Regions from separate parts of the Gossypium hirsutum genome. Here all the other regions are linked to region 2. A link is a contact called in public Hi-C data. All regions are on one chromosome and are shown on one strand. Each heading gives the region's core, a stretch centred on a gene start, on an enhancer-like site or on the middle of the called end of the contact. The rest is flanking DNA. Distances are from core to core; before and after follow the strand shown. Region 1 holds the start of LOC107908481. Region 2 holds the start of LOC107908488 (serine/threonine-protein kinase 11-interacting protein). Region 3 holds the start of LOC107908478 (extensin).

Evidence for each region. Hi-C and Micro-C count contacts between places; a contact is called where the count stands out from the background.
Region 1: a Hi-C map of leaf shows a contact between it and region 2, with 3 times the contacts expected there. The contact joins the promoter of LOC107908481 here to the promoter of LOC107908488 in region 2. A contact is called at or near these places in 8 of 34 Hi-C or Micro-C datasets (callus and leaf).
Region 3: a Hi-C map of leaf shows a contact between it and region 2, with 1.7 times the contacts expected there. The contact joins the promoter of LOC107908478 here to the promoter of LOC107908488 in region 2. A contact is called at or near these places in 2 of 34 Hi-C or Micro-C datasets (both in leaf).

The regions. Positions count from the first base shown.
Region 1 is chrD02:42,956,513-42,960,677 of Gossypium_hirsutum_v2.1, forward strand. It overlaps LOC107908481, which reads right to left and starts at 1,712. Exons shown (of 10, transcript XM_016835660.2): 1 at 1,007-1,712; 2 at 863-932; 3 at 642-709; 4 at 421-482; 5 at 233-314; 6 at 1-136. The coding sequence starts at 1,057.
Region 2 is chrD02:42,586,957-42,590,933 of Gossypium_hirsutum_v2.1, forward strand. It overlaps LOC107908488 (serine/threonine-protein kinase 11-interacting protein), which reads right to left and starts at 1,276. Exons shown (of 7, transcript XR_005910294.1): 1 at 636-1,276; 2 at 188-445.
Region 3 is chrD02:43,029,539-43,033,970 of Gossypium_hirsutum_v2.1, forward strand. It overlaps LOC107908478 (extensin), which reads right to left and starts at 3,014. Exons shown (of 3, transcript XM_016835658.2): 1 at 2,836-3,014; 2 at 1,392-2,288; 3 at 408-975. The coding sequence starts at 2,902. The coding sequence ends at 941. LOC107908477 (glutathione reductase, chloroplastic) reads left to right here. Exons shown (of 17, transcript XM_016835656.2): 17 at 1-323. The coding sequence ends at 46.

The sequences.
Region 1 (4,165 bases), core at 462-2,961, 370 kb after region 2:
GGTCAGCTGCAGCTTCAAAAGAGATACCCACTGACCACATAATCCACCCTATGATGTCTTCAGCCTGAACCGATGGATCTCTATCACTAGCATTAACCACGGTTACAGGTAAAGTCACGGTCCAGACCCAGACAGCCTGCAATGCATGTAAAGATTGTGGTGCAGTAAAGTTTATTAGATGTCACACTGATAAACAGCAAAGAAATGGGTGTGATCAGACAGATACGAAGACCTGAAATATCCAGAAAACTGCTAATTTCCCCAAATTACTGCGCATCTCATCAAAACGTCGATCCTCGCCCCATTGCAAAATTCTGAACGCATTTCACATGATATTGGTAATCTTTCAATTAAATCATCAAATATATATAAACAAAAAAAAAAGGAAAAAATAGTTAATAAAATTTCATACTATTATACCTCATCAATAGAAAAATTGCCAAGCGTAGCCCCCATATTACTACAAGCGAAGTCAATACTACCTGGAAAGCAGAGTTGCAAAATCACTACATACAAACAGGAGGTGCAAGAACAGTATAAATGAGCTTTAAGGACCCTCTAAAATGAGTCAACACCTAACAGATGAACAGTTTAAACCAGTGATGTTTGAAGCAAACTTTTACGCAGTCAATCCAAATTACCTGACGAAAATGCCATGATCCTTTAATTATCAGAGTCAACACAGCAATTATAACAAAATTCGTGCTTCCTGAGCAAAAGAAAACAAAGACGATATCATTTAGAAACCAATGAATTCACATTTGAAGAATTGTATGAATTGTTATATGGGTCTTTACCTTTCCTATGCTCTAATAAAGGTTCAAAAGAACAATTAAAGAAGCTAAATTTATGGATGAGGTACCTGCAAAGTCAGTGACTTTATCGAACTTGAGAAGAGCGGTGATTATAAAGAAAAATATTTGATATCCCAACTGCACAAGCAAAACCCAAAATAAATCAAACATCAATTATTTTGGAGGGAGAGAGGGAGAAAATAAAAACATACAGTTACAATGGCAGTTAGAGCTAAGAAATGGGAATCTAAAACAGTTGCCATTTTGTTTGAATGGAAATCCTGTTTGCTTATTCTTCTTCCAGTTTCTTTTGCTTCTGATTAAAGCATAGGCTTAAGAAAGGGGTGTGGTAACGGGCAATGGAGGAAGATCAAACAAAAATAATTAAAATAATAAATTTAGGAATATCAACCATAAATAAATAAACCATATAAATTCTATTAATTCTCCTCAAACAAATAATGCTCGATAAATTGAATGATAAAAAATAAATCCCCACATCTGTTAAACAAAAGTAATATTGCATAAAAGAATAAATCATGAAGAGACATTTATATATAGGTTAAAAAGTAAATTTAAACTAAATTTAATAAAACCTAATTAATATATAATAAAAATTAAGTCTTAAAATTCGATCTCAATATAATTTAAACTCGATTTAAAGTTCGAAACTCATCATTTCCCTTAATAATCCTGTCTAAAAGTTTTGATTCGCATAGTTTCACTAAAATAATTATAACTTAAGTCCCAAACTCAAAATTAAATGATTCAAAATACATTTTAAAATTAAAAAATAGATTTTTAAATGCTATAAAAATATATCAATTCAGAAATAATTAATTCTCAACTAAATCGAATAATTTTCAAACTTAAAAATTAATAGCTTTCATAAATAAAATTTAATATATTTCACTCCATGTATCAAAATTGATTTGCTTTTGTAGAAGGCTATGATACATGCTTAGAATTGCTTTGCCTTCTAATGAAGTTATCGTCGACGGTTTATAGCCGTACGGTGCGAGTGGCTATGATTTGAACAGCAATTCTAAGTGCTTCTAGAATTGAAATGTACGTATACCGTTCAAAACTTGGGTTGCGTGCTTGCTTCAATTTCTTACACCCTCCTTTTTAACTCCAAAAGCTCAAAATTTATAATTACTCCTAAATTCCATTTCCAACCCCAAATATTATATGTCCAAACTCTTAAGTTACTTTCGACGGAGGTAGAAAGCTAACTGAAATTAAATTATAATTTTTATAATAGTAAAAATATAATTTTATTATTTTTATAATTTATATTTTTATAATTTTTAAAAAATTAATTAATTTTTATCATTTGTAAAGGATTAAAATGTAATTTTATAATTTAAAAATTTTAAAAATTTTAAATTACTTAAATAAAATCCGGCATGCTATTGCTAACTTTCCATTTGCTAAAACTCATTTCTTTTTTCTCAGAATAAATTACACCATTAGTTACTAAATTATAATTATGTTTTAGTCACTTAATTAAAAAATATAAAATTTGGTTATTTAATTATTTAAAAAATTTTATTTAAATTATATTTGAAAAAAATTGGTGCAGATAGTACGAATAGAAAAAGTTATATAGTATTGATTTCAACAATTCGATTACTTAAATGAAAACTTTTAAATAGTTTAGTAACTAAATTATAATTTTTTTAAATTACAGAACTAAAACAAAAATTTATCTATAATTTAATGACTAATGATATAATTTACCCTTTTTATTGACTTTTAAGTTACATTTAACTAATTATATGATAATTTCAGTTAGATTGAGGATGCCTCTACCATGCCTTCTGTGCATTGGCATCTAAAGGGTTTTTTATCCCAATTTTCAAAACAATCGCAGTGGACTTGGGGATAAAAATAGAATTCCACAAAAGGGTATTGAATAAATAATTTAACTTAAACCAATTAATCAGAATAAATTTAGGAGAATTTACACATAAATTAAATAAGATGAAACACACAAATTAATCAAAAGGGGTAGGCGGTGCACACCCTTCTAGAATCCCTGTGTGCTGCTTATCGCATCACAAATGGGCTTATTAGTAACTTTTCTGTATTAGGTTGAATTATTTGTGTTATTTAATTTTTAAATTAATTTATATAATTTTATTACCTAATAATTTGTTTTTATTTTTAAAATATTATTTGTTTAATTAATTAATTAATTAATTTAATTAATTAATTTCTTTAATCAAATTATTTTTTCAATCAAATTCTAATTCAGTTCGAGTCATGAAAACTTTACTATTGAAAAATGAATTTAATTATTTATTCAATAAAATTGCTATTACTAATTAATTTAATTTCCACATTGAACTCCAATTATATAATTATAAACAATTAAAAGTTGTTAAGAAATTATGCTATAGATTAGAAGTACAAGGCCTCTAATGAAATAATATGAAACTCGGTTTTGATTTGATACTAAATATCCAAAAATATGAGCATTTTGAATATAAGGACTAAAATGAATAAAATGCAAAGTATATTTAATTGATGTGTTTATCATATGATTGAGTGAAAACTAATACTATTTTTATGACTGAATTATTGTACATAGCTAAAAACGATGTTAGGCCATCTCAAGACAAAGGAAAGACGAAGGTCGTAAGTGAGTAGCTATTGTTGAAAATTTTTTGATTCAAAAACAGTTTTCTTGCACAGCAAAAAGTTAAAATTTTGAAAATCGAGCTGATTTGTGATATTTATAGTAATAAAATTTTCTTAAAATTGCACTTGTGTTTTTGGCTAGACGGATTCTTGCCATTCTTGGATTTTAACCGAACGGTATTCTCCGCTATTCTCGTACCACAATCTTATGAAATCAAAATAAATTCAAAAAAATGACTAAGTTAATAAAATTAAGTTCATTTTAACAAGTCCAAGAGCATCAAAAGAATAAGTCAAACTAGATAAATAATGTCAAAATAGATCAAATAACCACATAAAACTCCCTTTATCTTTTTGGATATAAGAGCCATGAATATTTTTCTCATCAAGCTTTCTGCAATACAAAAACAATATAACAATTTAAAATTCAATCAAAGTGCATGGAAAAATTCAACATAAAGTCAAGGCCAGGTGGTCAAACCTAGTTCTCTCCTAAATGTCCAAAATCTCTCTTTATCTAAAGGTTTAGTAAAAATGTCAATTAATTGGTTCAAAGTGCCTACATACTCTAGAACTATTTCACCTTTTCGGACATGATATCTAATGAAATGATGTCTTATTTCAATGTGTTTAGTCCTAAAATGTTAGATGGGATTTTTAGTGAGACAAATAGCACTAGTATTGTCACACTTGATAGGAATGGTATCTATATCAATTCCATAGTT
Region 2 (3,977 bases), core at 26-2,525:
ACGAAAATGATTGTTTAAATACAGACAATTGCACAATTACAAGCAAACAAGATAGGGAAGCAATAACAATTGTAGTATCCAGAAAAATACATGCTAGAGAAGATGATACCGCTATAAGCCCCATTTGATAAATCTTTCAGCATCAAATCAAAATCAAATGTCAAGTAAAAATCTGAGTTATTCCTACCTCACTAAATGATGAGATGGATCGCAGTTGATTGAATCCAAGGTCCAAGTGCTTCAAATTAGCACATTTTTGAAGATTATCCACTTTGGCAAACTTGTTTCGACTCAAATCAAGGGTTTCAACAGAGGGAAGAAGTTGCAAAGACTCGTCCATTAGTAGCAGGCAATTGCATGCACACGATACAAAGGACAAGCGGTTCCACTGTGGACAGCCCTTTACCTCAGCAATTCTACTGGCAAACACATGTCGCAAAGCATCCTACACATGCCAAAAATATTGATCTTGAGAAAAAAATTTGTGTAAAGTACCCATATATAATTAATAACTTTAATGGTCCTTAGTTAGGAAGAAGAAAATAGGGGAGGGAGATCTTATGATTTATAATCACAAAAACTGAATGAATGTCATTAATTCTTCCTCTCGTTCGAAAATAATGCAAAACACTCACGGTTGAATTATGACAAATAATTTTCTCCAAAGTATGTCTCAACTCAAGCAACCCCTTGGCTGCTGAGGTCGACAAATCGCACCCTCTGAGTTCCAGAACCTTCAGTCTTCCAAACGGGAGCAACGAGAGCGGCGTGGGATCACGCGCAAGAGGGGCCAAGGCAGATACCACCTTAAGAGTGGTTAGGAGGCGTAGTATCCGCCGAAGCTGCTCGAGCGCACGGTGGTCCCCAAGGTCCGAGACGTAGGCACGTAGATAGTCAACTGGAGCTCCCACTAGAAGTCTGTCGAGCTCCTGCAACGCTTGGAGCCGAGACTGCACGTAATGGAGCCCCGCCGGGTTGAGCTTCAGAACCTTAGTTCCATCAATCAAAGGCCCCGCTTGGTCGTCAACGAATTTGAACAGCTTCTCAAGGTAGCGACCCCTTGTGACGATCGCCATTGGCATCAAGTTTTAGAAAATCACCCACACCGCCATATTCCAAAGCTCATAAGTGAACAAAGGGTTTGAAGAATGCGAATGAAGGAAGGTTTGAAAGGAAGAAATGAATCATTAAATGATAAGGGGAATAGCAGGAAATAGAAAAGGACGGCTGTAGCGTACCTTGAGAATGATGGGGTGGTTCATTATGTTCTGGCTTTGGTTGGTTCGGGGGAAAAAGGTCAAATAATTGGGAAGTGAAATATGGTGCGTAGGGAAATGAGACACCTGGCGCACATGCACACAACATGGGGAATCCAATTCCAAACAACGTGTCGGCTTCCTCCAGAATCCAAACAAATGCGGGGTCCACCCCAGATGTTTGTTTGTTCAAGCATAAACGACCTTGCATAATTTGCATTTGCCATTTGCCGCCCCCATCTCAATCCTTATTTTTGCCTAAATAGAGTTTTATTAAAGAGGAAAATATATTAGGGTGCGTTTGGTTCGCTGTATTGGATTAGAGGTGTATTGGATTAGAAGTGTATTGGATTAGAGGTGTATTAGATTAAATGTGTAATAGCAAATCAACTATTTGGTTGAATGTAATGGAATAGAGGCGTAATAGTAATCTTGTGTTTGGTTGAATGGAATAGAGGTGTAATAGCATAGTGGAAAAAACTAAAATGACTAGAATACCCTTAGCATAAATTTGTTTTGGTAAATGATTATTGTTATTGTTATTTAAATTTTAATAAGATTATTATTATCAATAATAAATATTTTAATCATATTTAAACATAATTATTATTAAACATATTTTAATTAAAATATATAATTTAATAAAATTCTTAATAATTACCAGAAATTTGTTTTGGTAAATTATTATTGTTATTGTTATTTAAATTTTGATAAGATTATTAATATGAATAATAAATAATTTAATCATATTTAAACATAATTATTATTAAATATATTATACTTAAAATATATAATTTAATAAAATTCTTAATAATTAATATTCTTATATGAATTTACTCAAATCATAATATATTATATGATACTATAAAAGATAATTTGAAATAATTAATATTAAATATATTTTAATTAAAATATATGATTTAATAAAATTTAAAATAATTATAACTAATAAAATTTAATAAGTAAGAATTGAACTCTAAAAAATAAAAAAAACATAACCATATCGAATTATCATCAAGAACTCGATTGAGTTTACAACAATTCTGAATTAAACGGAAGTACTGCCTCAATATCTCACTTCAACTAAAAATATAAAGCAAGCATTCAATAGAAGAAATTCAAGCCGATACAATATCTCTTTCACCCTGCTCTCAACTCCAATTGGCCTTCCATGAAACCGATTCTTCACTTCAAACAAAATAGCTCACCAATCTAGCAGGAAAACGAATACTATCCAAAGTTGCCATTGAAAATAACCTCCAACTTCATGTGTCCATTCCACAAGTTAAGGGAAAAAGCAATCTCTACCAATTCTGGATTTATATGATGCATTGATAAATTAGGAAATAAAAGGCCATGAGGTAAGGTTGCTAAAAAATCACAATGAATCAAAAGTAATTTACCTCTTCAGGAAGGCTAAATTGCCAAGAGCACATGTTTCCTCTAAAGCACCAAAAACCAGAAGGCATATTTGTTGACAAGTTGCAGTACTGCCTCAAGATCTTAGTTCAACTACAATATAAAGCAAGCATTCAGCAGAAGAAATCAAAAGCTTACTTGTTCCTCGTTTTCAGCAGAAGGGAATCTCTACTTACTCTGCCTATGTCATGAGCACCAATACCAAAAACTAAACAATGAAGCTGAATGATGTCCATCACTGATCCTATGAATTAAAACAATCAATGCAATCAGCTAAATTCAGAAAAACAATTCAGAAAAACAATTACATGACAATGAAACATGAAATAGTATAAGAACAATTTTATTACCATAATCCAAGTTTTGGTTAGTTCCCATTGAAACGGTAACTCTTTTTCCAGGCCCAAGTGCTTGATCAACCACAACATTCTGCATAAAGAACCATGAAATAGCCCAAACCAGTTCATAAGTAATATATCAGTATCACACTCCTTAGTATTCAAATTTAATCTGAACAAGAGAATATATATATATAAGTTTTAAGTCATGTTTGAGCTTTCTGAATGCAAAATAGGAAACTACAACTTTGTACAAGAAAATAATTCAGAGCAAATATGATCCTTCCCATTGCCAGCTTTATATGAAAATCTTTTTAGTGCTTGATACTATAAAAAAATTATGGCAATGCCAATAATTGAACAGCATGAAATTAGCAACTAAGAATTAATAAATGTTCATCAACAGACTTAATTTCTTTCCATTTATAACTTCTATGCTCAAAAAGAAGTTTGAGCCAAAAGTACGAAAGAAAAAAGACAATAACCGTAAGCCATTAACAACTTCAAGGGGCAAACAAGAAGATTTTCAGGACCAGTATGTGGTCAAATAAGTTGATAGCTATCATTAAAATTTGCCTATTAAGGTTAAAATTTGCCGCTTGATTAAAAAGAAAAGAAATTATGCAGGCAGCAAGTTAAAGTGAGTCACACTCGCACAAGAACAGACATACCTTATCTAAACCTAAATCGACCACTGTTCCCATAGAGCTTGTGTGTTTTTCCTCAAGTGTGACACCTATAAAGTTATCGCAACAAATGAAGTCAGCCAAAGATTCAATTTAGGCTCACCATTGATCAAGCATGTCTTCTAGTAGGCAACAGATTACTAAGATTCCCCATAGAAACTGCACCCAAGTTCCTAACAATCTGGAACCTAACCTAACCTTATCATTTCTTTATAAAAGCCTGTAACCTCAGTTTCCAATCAATTCCCCATACAAATTACATCCAAGCTCTTTACATT
Region 3 (4,432 bases), core at 1,764-4,263, 440 kb after region 2:
TTCACGGCGTATTACCTGTAGCGGGAAACCAAAGACAAATCTGTAGACAACATATCAAGGAAACTTGCAGTCCTGGTGATATAGAAGCAACATTTCTTATGATCATAGATATTTCAGAGAAAAGGTAATAGTTAATTGGTAAGGGTTATATTTGGTTTGATCTTTATTCACAATAAAAGGCTCATCTATCTTATTTTATGTTGTATTTGTTAAAAATAGTGGCCACCACCAATGTATTTTTACCTTTGTACCTTATCAGCGTACTGAAAAATTTGGATTAGCATCATTGAGTTCTGTAGTAATGAAAAGTTATTATTGGACTATGTTAACGGTTTAGTTACATTGTCTGTTCAATATTTTAGAATTTGTTTGTGTTTGAATGATCATATGTTTTTGTAGTTTTGTACTGAATATGCGTCGGATAGGCATTTCAAGGAAAAGAAATGAAGATTACGTATATTTTAACTCGAGTGGCTTTTTGCTGCTATACTAGGGGCCAAAATCCAAATGCCAGGATTACAATACAAACAATATATAATGGTTTGTATTTGATATACTGTGATTTAGATAATGTCAAGTTATTGAATTTTTTATTTTTAATGAAATAACATCGTTTGATTCATTTAACAGCATGGTTTTAATGAAGTAAATGAAAACATTTTCATGCTCTCCCATTTTATTGATCTCATGCAAATTTCAGGAGTTAGCAATACAATTTACAGTTCTCATGAAGGGAGAAGTGAGATCCAGTTTACACAGTACAATTTTCAGTTATAAGCCTTAGGAAGGAAAATAGAAAGAACCCTAAATCAACGGCCTCATAGAATCTTAACTATGTAACTTTTATAATTACAAAATTTATGTTGGGGAGTTTTAGTCATGGTAAATTTACATTGTTTATTGGAGAAAAGAAAGGAGATCATTCTTCTATCTTCACCAATCAATATTGGTACTCGAAATGGCAACCGTCGTAACCTGTTTTCACACGAAAGTTTAACACAAATTAATAGCCCATTTTATAACAATAGAAACTTTTCACCGGGTCTTGGCTTGACAAAATTCTGTAAGAGCATAAGATTTGAGTTTTTAGTAGTGTCAGATTGAATTGTAAATTTTTGGAGCCAAAACTTTTCAGTTTTGGGGACCAAAAGAATAAATTTTGCCAAACCAAGGTTGGCTAAGACCCTGCCTTCTCCTGAAAATCTTACTCAAAGGATACTCTGAATCGAGTCAGATAGTTTTTATGGGAAAATCTAATTGAAAGTTTCACTTAGATAAACTGTAATTATATCTTATGACTAGGCCAAGTCCGGAGCTTAATAAACCCTATTTAAAGGCGGCCTAAACCAAACCGGTCAGTTTCCATAGATAGATCTAATGGAGAAACTCACTTGGATCAACTGTGACAAGCATGGCTGTGCCACCAAACTCACACGTGCCACCAGCAATCTTGGTTTTCTGCCAATAGCTATTAAAAGCGTAGGAAGCATGTGCAAAGATGGTGTCAGGCTGAAAACATGGACCACTAGGTTGAATTGAATCACAATCCGCCCCGGATGCACATGCATAGTTCATTGCCTCTTGCATGATTGGGCCAGGCACTGATGGCTTAGCCACACACCATAATTGTGTGGTTGGAGCCCTATTGGGATGTGGTAGAACCGTTGGGGGTGGGTACACAATTGGCGGTAGAAACTCTGGTGGGCTTGGATTAAACCCAAATGGTGATGGAACATTATATGGCGGGCTCACAACAACGGTTGGTGGGCTCAGCTCGTAATAGGGTGGGCTCAATACCGGCCCCGATGGGCTTGGTATGTAACCTGTTGGTGTTGGTATTGCTTGTGGAGGGCTTGGAAAAATACTAGGTGGGTTCGGGACTATTCCAGGTGGGCCTGGAAAATTACTAGGTGGGTTCGGGACTATTCCGGGTGGGCCTGGAAATATAATCGGCGGGTTCGGAACTATTCCGGGTGGGCTTGGTGGTGGGCCAAGAGGAGGAAAGTTGTAAAAGGGAGAGGGTGGGGAAGGTGAGGTTCCAATTGGAGGTTCAGGGGTATTTGGAGGGTTAACACAGTAAGGATGTGAATTTTCAGGGGGCAAAGAATCAAATGGTGGCAAAGAAAATGGTGAGCTTACTCCGTAAGGTTGAGTATTTGATGTATCAGTGGGTTGTTCAATCACTAAACTCATAAGTTTACTCATTAGCTCTAAGTTCTTTGTGTGCTTTATGATTGAATTTCTTTGATGTTTTGGATCTTTGATATGTTCCATTGATTTTCTTGCATCTGCCCAATAAACAACTGTTAGATTTACATTTAATCATCCCAAAACATTTTTGCCCTTCCCCAATAATATATATCACCCTGAATAAATGAAAAGATTGCAAATGTTAGGGTTTAAAACAACTAAGCTTATAATACCAAAACTAGAACATAAACATGGCATGACTACTTAATGACTCACACTTATACAACAAAATAGAAATATTCGTTTACTGAGGAAGACATAAATTACATGATGCGAGTTTGTATATTCATTAGAGGCGAAGCAAACTAAATATACTCCATGCAACATTTGGACTGTCAAAAACTAAAACAATGGAATCCTTTACCACACTTCTAGTTCTAGGGGCAGGGCCTTGTCATAAGGGTAAAATATTAATATTATAAATCTTTTTAAAAATAATAACATTGTAGGTTAATCCAACGATATAATTACATTTAATTCTAAAAAAATTATAATTTTATTTTGACCCCTCTTTGGATTTGCCCTACTGACATGGTAAAAATGAGGAACTTAAATAAAACAATAATGTAGCAGAAATCAGCTTACCGCAATGCATGGAAAGAGTGGCCGCCATTGTTGAAAAGAGAAGGAACATGCAAAGCCTGTTTTCCATGATTCAATTTCAGCAATGCCAAATCACTCAAAGACTATTCAAAGAGCAGAAGACTGATAATTGAGACATATATAAAGGCAACCAAAGGAGACAACTGTGTATGTTGGCCATCAAAGATTTGATTCTTGAGTATCTACTTTTATTGTAACTCGGATGTAAATGACATATTTGTTTCGATTTGAAAAAAATTAACATTTAAATTTAATTTGTTTAATATTTTAAAATTTGACTCCAATGACTAGCGAGCACATTATTGAAAAATTTTAATTTTGAATTTAAGCTTGAAGCATAAATAATCGAATTTAGACCTGAGCATGAGAATTAAATCTTATTTTTTACTAATCGAGTGAATTCGAGTAGTTTGGTTTTTATCTTGAATCAAGTTTGAGTTTTTAAAGTTAAAACTTGAGGGATCTCGAATTTAGAATTAAACTCGAGCTTGGCTCGAGTTGATTATGTAAATGAGTACTCACTTTTGCTTAGAAATGTAAATATGAAGAATAATGTAAAGGGATTAAAAGGTGTAAAGGAAGTTGTTCACTTTGATTTAACTTAAACATTTCATGTTGTTGATGCAAAATTGGCATATATGCTTGCTTTCATATTGGGAAAAATCAAAGTGAAGGTTTTTGGTTGCGCTTTTGTCTTGCTTGCTTTCTACTCAAAGTTCTCACTTTCTCACAATTTTTATGATTTGAATCATCCTGAGAATTGGATTATGATGAGTTTGAAATATGAAAAATGAATAAATGATAATTTAATTGTATATATATATTTATATTTGAATGTAAATCCGAAAAAAATATAAAAAAGAATAAGTGCTTTTAAAAATTAAGAGTCCAAATGATATAACTAGAGAGTGATATTAATCAAAGATGAAGCTGAGATTTTGCCATTGGGAGGATTAAGCTTTGTGCAAAGCCTTTTTTTTTTGGGTATGTTGAACATATCCTGTTGGACCCTCTCTATAAAAGTCTTAACTAATTGGAATATTAGAATGAAAAAGGCAGTTTTACAACTGTTTTTTTTCCTCTTAGAAAGTTTTACGACTGGTGAGATCGTAAAAATGTGCCCTTTTGCTGCATATTTTAGCATCGATGTAACGTGTCATACTGAAGCATCAACATGATTATTTGCCCTTCTATATGGGCCATCACTTTGGGGTAAGTAGGGACCAAGCTAGTAACTTTACGCAAAGGGGCTTAAGATAAAATTTTTAAATTTTGGTTTAATTAATGTATCATTTATATATATTTTTCAGTTTATAAAGATTAAAAGTTCGTGATTGTTCCTCTCAATGATGTCATATTCAAAGTTCAAACTTGAATTTTTTGCTTGAGAGTAATGTATTTTATTATTTCACTCAATATTTTTTGATAAAATTACTTAAAAAAAACTTTAAATTAAAAAATTAATTATAAAAAAGGGTAAAAAATAAAAATTTTCTGATAGGCTAAAGGATTAAATATTAATTTATTGATATTTGAGAGGTGATAAAAATGAAATATATTCTTTTCATTAAGGGAAACT